2 separate regions of the Oryctolagus cuniculus genome follow, and region 2 is linked to region 1. A link is a contact called in public Hi-C data. All regions are on one chromosome and are shown on one strand. Each heading gives the region's core, a stretch centred on a gene start, on an enhancer-like site or on the middle of the called end of the contact. The rest is flanking DNA. Distances are from core to core; before and after follow the strand shown.

What was found. A called contact is a pair of places that touch in the nucleus more often than the background predicts.
Region 2: a Hi-C map of psoas muscle shows a contact between it and region 1, with 8 times the contacts expected there. The contact joins the promoter of LOC127484098 here to the enhancer-like site in region 1. A contact is called at or near these places in 2 of 6 Hi-C or Micro-C datasets (psoas muscle and an unstated tissue).

What each region holds. Positions count from the first base shown.
Region 1 is chr15:86,583,972-86,588,576 of mOryCun1.1, reverse strand. It overlaps the pseudogene LOC100337920. Among named protein-coding and RNA genes, the nearest start is that of ORYCUNV1R1512, 260 kb to the right of the region's middle. Within about 2 kb of position 2,311, at least 8 of the 8 cell types and tissues checked have an H3K27ac peak or open chromatin away from gene starts, as enhancers often do.
Region 2 is chr15:87,303,883-87,308,487 of mOryCun1.1, reverse strand. LOC127484098 (zinc finger protein 157-like) reads left to right here and starts at 2,417. Exons shown (of 5, transcript XM_051823132.2): 1 at 2,417-2,817. The coding sequence starts at 2,740.

The sequences.
Region 1 (4,605 bases), core at 1,062-3,561:
AAGCCTTATCATTTCACTCTCTGTCTTACGCCTGAATTCTTTCTTGCATGAAGATAACCCCACAGCTTCCACGGCATTTTCTTGGTGACAGTATTATTAACTTAAACTGTATATAAAATGATAATAGATCACTAACAAGCAGGATGTACTAAATGATGCAGTACAAAAAAAATCATGTGAGTCATCCAGGTGGGTTAAAATACAAGAATAAAGTTATGTGACTATTTAGATTTAATGTTTAAAAGCATTTAATAAAATTTAGCATTTATCCATACAGAAGCAACTGTTAGAAAAGTAAACAATACTTTCATATTGCTACTAAGATTGTCTACAAAGAACCTAGAACAAAAAGCATAATTAACACAAAACAGTGAAAGCATTTTCCCTGGGGGCAGACCTAGACAAAGTTGTCTCCTCTCACTATTTCTCTTCACCATTGTACTGGATGAGTAGTTAGGGAAATTAAACATGAAAAAAAAAAATGTGTGACCAAATTCTAAGGAACAAAACTGTAAATATGTGTGGATGTGGTATTGGATAAAGTAGCTAGGTAACCTGGAGGTCACAAACCACAAGGCCTTGTCCCCATGTAATTCTATCCTAGCTGTTAGAACACCCCTTTCCCAGGATGCCTTTCTTCATCTGGGACTTGGGGACTGATTTCCATGTAAATATGTCTATTAAGCTCCACATCAAATTCTATGGAGGTGCATAAATCTCCCAGGTGACCATACTACCGCATAAAGGAGGTGCTGGGAGGTGTTCAAGCACCTGTCAGAGCCAAGGATGAGAGAAAGTCCCAAGCAGTGTGCGCTCTCCAATTCCCTTCCCAATGCCTTCTCTCTTGGGCCTACTCTCACTCTGTGTGTGTGTGTGTGTGTGTGTGTGTGTGTGTGTGTGGTGGGGAGTGGCTTTCTTACCTTTCGAATAAACTTTACCACTGTGTGGCAGCATGTATGTCCCTGTACTAAAAATGCTTTTTAAGTAAAAGCCAAGGATTTGGATTAAAATTGGACCCCATGTTTCCCAGATCAGATGACACTATTATATGCAGAGATAATCCAGTATAATCTAGTAGCTAATATAAAAAGCGATGAGAATTAAGGAAGATTATTGATTATAAGATCAACATATTCCATCAAGTAGGTTGCTATGTGCCAGCAAGAAACAAAACAATTTTAAAGGACAAAACATAGACTAGGAAAAATATTTATAAGGGACATTATATAAACGAATTATTTTGTTATGTCTTTTAATAAATATTTTTAAAAACTACAAATGATCAGATAGAAAAATAAGTGAGGACTATGGAGATATAAAGGCATAAAGTTCAGTAAATTTTTAGTAAATTAGATGATCCCACAGGATCCTGGACGCCTGAGGAATGAGCGCATACGGTGACACTGTCAGAGGGTGGACAGCGCCCCCTGCTGTCAGAGCAGCTGTACTCTGAAGGAGAAGGCAGCTTCAGCCCTGAGCCCAAGCCTCTCCTCTCTTCACGAACAAAAAGAGGTACCACCTCCCTGCTACGGGGCTCCTGATTGGCTGCCGTTCTCTGACGGTCTGCGTGCTCCGCGGCGGAGCGAACTGTCCCTGCTACGGGGCTCCTGATTGGCTGCCGGTCTCTGACGGTCTGCGTGCTCCGCGGCGGAGCGAACTGTCCCTGCTACGGGGCTCCTGATTGGCTGCCGGTCTCTGGCGGTCTGCGTGCTGCGCGGCTGAGCGAACTGTCCCTGCTACGGAGCTCCTGATTGGCTGCCATTCTCTGGCGGTCTGCGTGCTGCGCGGCTGAGCGAACTGTCCCTGCTACGGGGCTCCTGATTGGCTGCCGGTCTCCGGCGGTCTGCGTGCTGCGCGGCTGAGCGAACTGTCCCTGCTACGGGGTTCCTGATTGGCTGCCGGTCCCTCCGCGGCGGAGCGAACTGTCCCTGCTACGGGGCTCCTGATTGGCTGCCGGTCTCTGGCGGTCTGCGTGCTGCGCGGCTGAGCGAACTGTCCCGTGCGGTGTGTCGCGGCAGCACTGCAGGACTAGGCGGGAACTTCCTCCCTGGCGTCCCCGTACTGGCTGCCCGGTCTGCTGCCGGGACAGGCGGAGGAGCCCCAGCGTCGGCTGCTGCGTGACCGCTTCTCCACGGCGTTCCTCACAGGGACCTCCCGGAACAGCGACTGCCGGGAAACTGTGAGTGTGCGGGACTAACTCCGTTTACCCGCAGGGTGGGAACTGGGGGGACACGAGCCTCAGGCCGTTTTAGTTCCCTGCCTGGACACAGCCTTGGGACCTTTTGGGTTCCTTGTTTACGTGGCTGAGAGCCGAGTCCCGCCTCGCGGGACTTCCAGCCTCGTACGTTGTTTCTGAACCAGCTCAGCCATCGCCCGCCAAGTTCGAAAAGCCCCCGCCCGCAAAGGCCTGCGCAACCGCGCTCAGCCGGCCGAACCCCCGTGACCCTCGCGGCCCTGACCGTGCGGGTCCCGCCCGCGAGAGAACTCGCTCTCTGCCGCCTGCTCGCCCTGCGCGCACGCAGGAGTGAGCTCCTCTCGGCTTGCTTTCCTAAACCTGTCCTCGCTGTGAGTTTGTGCTCCGTCTCCCCTTTGTCCTGCATTTGTGCACGTCGTACATCCCAGGCTTCCAGCGTGTGCCTGCACGCAGTGACTTCAGCGCAGCCAGGGGACACTCTCTGGGAAGCCCCGCACCTGCAGCCCCGGGCCTCGCCCGTTTGTGTGGTGAGGGGAATCCGGACTGCGTGTCTGCCATTCATGTGGGCAGGAGCTGTGGCCTGCAGGGTCCTGTCTCCTATCCCTAGGTGTGACATATAAGAAGCGGAGTTCATGTACACCACCTGGTCCTCTCAGTACGTGGATCTGAGTACTTTTTCCCTAATAGCAGAATGCCACACACTGCACAGGCTATAAAATGATTTGTTGGCTCAAGGCTCTGGTTCAAGGTTGAGGAGCAGCGTTTGATGATGTCCTTCTTGTTGGCAGAATCTTGAGGTGACACATGAACCATGTGGACAAATAAAGGGAGTGCAAGAAAGACCAATCTGCTTTCATAGCAGACCTCTTGGAGAGCATCCATTACCATATGAATCAAGTGATCCAATTCTTATCCCTACTTATAAGGTCCCATGTGTTCCCACTTCCTTTTTTTTTAAGTTTATTTATATATTTGAATGTTAGAGTTACAGAGAGACAGAGAGGGACAGAGAGACAGAGATCTTACATTTGCTTGCACACTCCAGAGATGGCTGCAAGGGCCAGTTTTGAGCCAGGCTGGAGCCAGGAGCCAGGAGCATCTTCTGGTTCTCTCATGGAGATGGCATGGGCCCAAATACTTGAGCTGATAGCAAGGAACTGGATTGGAAGTGAAGCAGCCAGGACTGGAATAGAGACCTATATGGGATGCCAGCATTGCAGGTAGTGGCTTTACTTGCTATGCCACAACACTGGTCCCTAGTGCCACTTCTTAGTATTTTGCAATTGGAATTAATTTTCCCCATGAGTTTCAGAGGGAAGAAATTTACTTCCAATCCATAGCACTAAACCTGGTAATAAATCCATAAATGTTTAGAAATCTCCCCAGATTGTCAAATGCCAACTTTTACCCTCAAATTTATAACACTATCATCTATTTCTCCTGTGATAAATTTCATGGAGCTTCAGTAATTTAATTTTGAGAGACAAAACTTTGAAGTTTAGTTTTCTGTTTGTAAATATTTTCCATGAGAGAAAAGCAGAGAATTTCTACTTGATCTAGTATAAAAATTTTTCATGCTCGGTGGCTGTTTAGTGCAGCAGTTAAAACACTTGAGTTGCCCGCATCCCAAATCAGAGTGCCTAGGTTTGAACTCAACTCAGCTGCTCATTCCAGATTCCTGCTAATGCATACTCTGGGAGGCAGTAAGTGATGATTTGAGTACTTGGGTCCCTCCAACCTTCATAGAATCCCAGGCTGAGTTCTAGATTTCTGGCTTCAGCTTGGCTCAGCCCTGAATGTTGCTGGCATTTAAGGAGTGAATTATTGGGTGGAAGATGTCTCTTACTTTCTCAGTGTTATTGTCTCAAATAAATAATTTTAAGACAACCTTTTTAAAAAGCTGAGAGCTGGGAACTCAATCCAGGTCTCCAAATGTCTCAAGGGTCCCAACTGCTTGGTCTCATTGCCTTCTGGATAACATGTTCCCAGGGTGTGAATTAGCAGGAGGCTGGAATTGAATCAGGAATGGAACTGGCACTCAAATCCAGACACTGTGAGATATGGGCATCCCAGCAGCATCTTAACAAGGCCAAATGCCCCCACCCCCTTCTTTCTTTCTTTTTTTTTAAGATTTATTTTATTTATTTGAAAGACAGAGTTACAGAGAGAGGCAGAGACAGAGAGAGAGGTCTTCCATCCACTGTTTCACTCCCCAGATAAGCGCAATGGCCAGAGCTGCCCCACTCCAAACACAGGAGCCAGGAGCTTCTTCTGGGTCCCCCATGTGGGTGCAGGGGCCCAAGGACTTGGGCCATCCTCTACTGCTATCCTAGGCCATAGCAGAGAGCTGGATCAGAAGTGGAGCAGCTGAGACTAGAACCAGCACCCATATGGGGTGCTGGCACTTCAGG
Region 2 (4,605 bases), core at 1,168-3,667, 720 kb before region 1:
CTTGTCCTTTGAAAATAAAATCTGAATTAAGATTTTACATGAGTTTCCATCTGCCTTATCCACCATATTAAAGCATTGAACTCCCGTTGATTCTACATGTAAATCTCAATGTAATGTTTGCCTTTTCTTCATTCTCACTGCCACAGTACCTCCCTATGAATCCTACTAAATTATCTTTTTTTTTTTTTTTGACAGGCAGAGTGGACAGTGAGAGAGACAGAGAGAAAGGTCTTCCTTTTGCCGTTGGTTCACCCTCTAATGGCCGCCGCGGCTGGCACACCACGCTGATCCGATCTGAAGGCAGGAGCCAGGTGCTTCTCCTGGTCTCCCATGGGGTGCAGGGCCCAAGCACTTGGGCCATCCTCCACTGCACTCCCAGGCCACAGCAGAGAGCTGGCCTGGAAGAGGGGCAACTGGGACAGAATCCAGCACCCCGACCGGGACTAGAACCCAGTGTGCCAGTGCCGCAAGGCAGAGGATTAGCCTATTGAGCCATGGCGCCAGCCTACTAAATTATCTTTAATAGACTTTAATTTACCCCTGTCTTTTATTTTCCTTACTTTTGTGTCCAAAGCCTTTTGTGATTCAGCCCACTCTCCCTGCCTGTATCTGGTTGTTCAGTTTCTCTTACTTCAATTTCTAAGGAAATCAAGTGGCTGCTAGTTCTTTCCACACACAACACAGAAGATTGCTCAATAAATGCTTATTAAATAAATGAATGGAATGCCTTACATGGCAAGAGTGAACATTTGACCTGTTGGCCTGGATGGTTCCTGTTTATACACTTCAACCCTAATTGTGACAGTCTTCAAGTAGGTTTCTATTTACTTGTCTCCTCTACTAGGCAGTTCTTGGGAGTTACAACTCTTATTTGCTTGTTTCTATATCCTCACTTATTCATTGAACTAAGAGACTTACTCTGTCCAGATGCTGAGTTAATTTCAAGGCAAACGTGTTTCTTGGCCCCATGAAATTTTCAATTTGGCAAGAAAGAGCAATCTACCCAAAAAATGTTGCCTGACATAGTAAAGACTAGTGTGAAGTCAATGGATAAAGATTTAAGCATTCCTAATCCAGCAACAACTCTAATCCCATGAACTATAATTGACAGACGCAATCATAAACATAGAACTCCATGTTATCCATTTATCCATTTGCATTTCTACTTAAAAATTTTAAAAAATCATACATATATCTAAGATTGCATAATATATATGTATGCTATCTTGATATTAAACATAAGAAAAAATGAAAATGACCTTGGAATAATAGCAACTTTGAATTGCCTTTGTTTTTAAACAAGTTATAATCCTATGTTGTTCTCTACAGTGTAGATTATTGTTGTAGGTACTCTTGCTCTCTCTCATTTTTTTTAAAGATTTATTTATTTATTTGAAAGTAAGAGTTACACAGAGAGAAGGAGAGGGAGAGGGAGAGAGAGAGAGAGAGAGAGAGAGGTCTTTCATCTGCTGGTTCTCTCCCCAACTGGCTGTAATGGCTCAAGCTGTGCCCATCTGGAGCCAGGAGCCAGGAGCTTCTTCCAGGTCTCCCACATGGGTGCAGGGAGCCAAGGACTTGGGCCATCTTCTACTACTTTCCCAGACCATAGTAGAGAGCTGGGTCCGAAGTGGAGCAGCTGGCACTCAAAGCAGCGCCCACATGGGATGCCAGCACTGCAGGAGGCAGCTTTACTTGCTTCACCACTGCACCAGCCTCCCTCACTCTCACTTTTTTTCCTCAGATGACAAATCTGGGGTTTTAGAAACTGAGCCCCAAGACAAAAAAATTTCTTAGACCAGTATTATATTTTAGTTAGCCTTTAACCTAGACCTTTTAATGGTACTGCCGTGGGCAAATTCTAAACTCTTTGCACCTCAGTTTCCCCTTTGTGAACTTCTGATTATACTGTCCCCAGAATTAATCTAAGGTATAAATGCTATGAGGTAAGGCATTTAGTTCCTTAATCTTGCTCCTAGAAGATACTTAGCAATGTTAGTTCTGTATCCAGTTCCCTTCTTTGTTTCTATGCTTGAGGAATTAAAAGATGGTGTAAAATAATTTGAGAATTATAAACATCAATAAAACACAAATAAAAATTGTATTATCAAATCTGCATGTTAAGCTATACCCTCTACACCTCTGCTAAAAGGTATATTGCTTTCATAATAATTTTTTGAGAGAAGTTTCCAGGAACAATGCAACAAGTAAGATTTTTCTGGAAGAAGACAGAGGTTATGAAGGAGCCAGGATTTGGGATCAGTTACAGAAGTGAGTGCCATGCTTTAAGATTTTATTCAGGAAAGAACACCAACTGATCCTTGAGATTTTGGAGTGGGAAAGAAAAGGATGGATGTGAACAGAAGCGAATGCCCTCTGCTGGCCAGTATTTCTCCATCCACCCCACACTGAAGCCCTTGGGGATCGCCTTCTGGTCTCTAGAAATGCGCGGCCTGGACTCCATTTCCCAGAGTCACCAGGTGCTCTGACGTATTCTGCGTTCTAAATGCCTGTGCGTGTGGACGTGGGAGTACGTGCTTGCCAGTGCCTTCCCTCTGGTGCGGAGTTGAGAACAGGAAGTTCATTCGCGGATCGGAGTTAGCCAGAGAGGCCACGCTGCTCCTTCTGCCGCATTCACTGCGTTTCTTGCTCTGCCCGTACAATCCCAGGAAGTCTGCGGAAACACCCTGAGCCGCCACCCGCTGCTTCTGTGCCTCTTCATCTGCCGCCTGTGGGTCCCACATGCTGGGGACTTTTTCTGCTCCACACTCTCCGCTTTGTTCCCTGAAGAAGGGGGACGTGCTCCCAGGACTTTCCACGGCAAGTATGGAGAACAGAAGGGGGCACAGATGTGTGTGTGGGAGAGGGGTGGGCGAGAGGGCGGGTGGCGGCTCCGCCACGTGGCTCACTTACTTCTCAGTGATCCTGGTGGCTTCCCAAGGCATGGTCAGGGCTGGGACCTTGGCTCTCGTGTTTCCCACCGCCACTGCCCAGCTTCCCAGTGCCCAGCCGGTCCGCGTGTTACCTTGCTCAAATTTTCCTTAATGTGCTTTATTTGGTGGTTACAAAACCAAGAGCACCGGTCAGGGCAACTGCACAAGCAAGGCAGATACGAGCACGGGGTGGGGGGGTAGGGGGTTAGCAGTGAGGCTGCCAGTTCACTCTATTTAAATAAGCTCGGCTCCCACTTCCGGTGGGTCACAGAATGCCTTCTGGCTGCTGCTTCTGCGGGGCGGGGCTCAGCAGCCTTCAGAGGAGTGCGGGAGGCAGCAGGGGTGGGAAGGAGGGCAGAATAGGAGCTGCTCCATGGCCCCCATTCTGCACCTTATCCGGCCGTTGGATTTCCCATGGACACACCCAGCAGCTGTGGCCCTGCCTGCTGAGCTCTTCGCCAGAGGGTACAGCGTGAAGGGTGTTCAGTAACTTTGCGGATTGATCCTTCTTTCGTGTTTAGTTAACAGACTTTTCAGTCTGGAGTTTGAGGCCATAGAATCTTAGCTGATGATTTAATTGGCTGCTTTTCAATTTTTGTCGTCAGCCCTTCTTCCTTCTTCTGTTAGGAAGGATGTTAACTGTTATTGCCTGCCACTGACCCCTTTACAAAGTGAGAGTGAACTGTGTGGGTCAACAACTGAAGAAGCTATTTCAGTCTGGATTTGCATGAAGTGGAGAACTATAAAAACAAATACAGAAAAGTGGCACTTTCTCTGCTCAGTTCTTTAGTCACCCTGTGCTCCACCAAGCTGATTATCTTATAGTCCATACTTTAAAAAAAAAAAAAAAAAGATTTATTTATTTATCTGAAAGTCAGAGATACAGAGGGGCAGAAGCAGAGAGAGAAGGAGAGGTCTTCCATCTGCTGGTTCATTCCCCAAATACCTGCAATGGCCAGAGCTGGGCTGATCTGAAGCCAGGAGCCAGGAACAACTTCTGGGTCTCCCACTGGGTGCAGGGCCCAAGGACCTGGGCCATCGTCTGCTGCTTTCCCAGCCCATAGCAGAGAGCTAGATTGGAAGTGGGGTAGCTGGGACATAGAAGAAACTCCCCCCTCCCTTTGAAAAAAATTCACCTGGCACAGCCCATATGGGATGCCAGCACTGAAGGTGGCAGCTTTACTCACTCTGCCACAGTGCTGGACCCCACACTGAATTAATTAAGAAGTCCAGTTACTTGTCTTATTTTGGGTTCTGTGTTTAACTCATGACTTTTTTGACATAGGACGATATTAGTTCTACAATTTCATAAAGATCGTGGTCTGTGGAAGCATCTATACAAGTTGTTAACGTGAGGAGTGGTCAAAAAGAAGAGGGGAAAGAAAAAAAGTTCACCTCTCCCCGCAGAGAGATGTAGAGTAGAAGAAGTGACCTTGAAAACTATCGCTGAGTGAGTTTCAGTGTAATGCAGTTTTCACATGAATAACTGAGTGATTCCAGTGTCCTGATAGAATGTCATTGTCACCAGATTGCTAGTTTGTGAAATTCATTTAGCATAATCAGGTCATCTAGGAAGTAAACATAGAAAGTGATTTCTGGATAGAGGGTGTTAGGGTGACAGCATTTCTCCTCTCAACCCCAGTGTGTTGTTTTTGACCTTTTCTCCAGTGCCCTC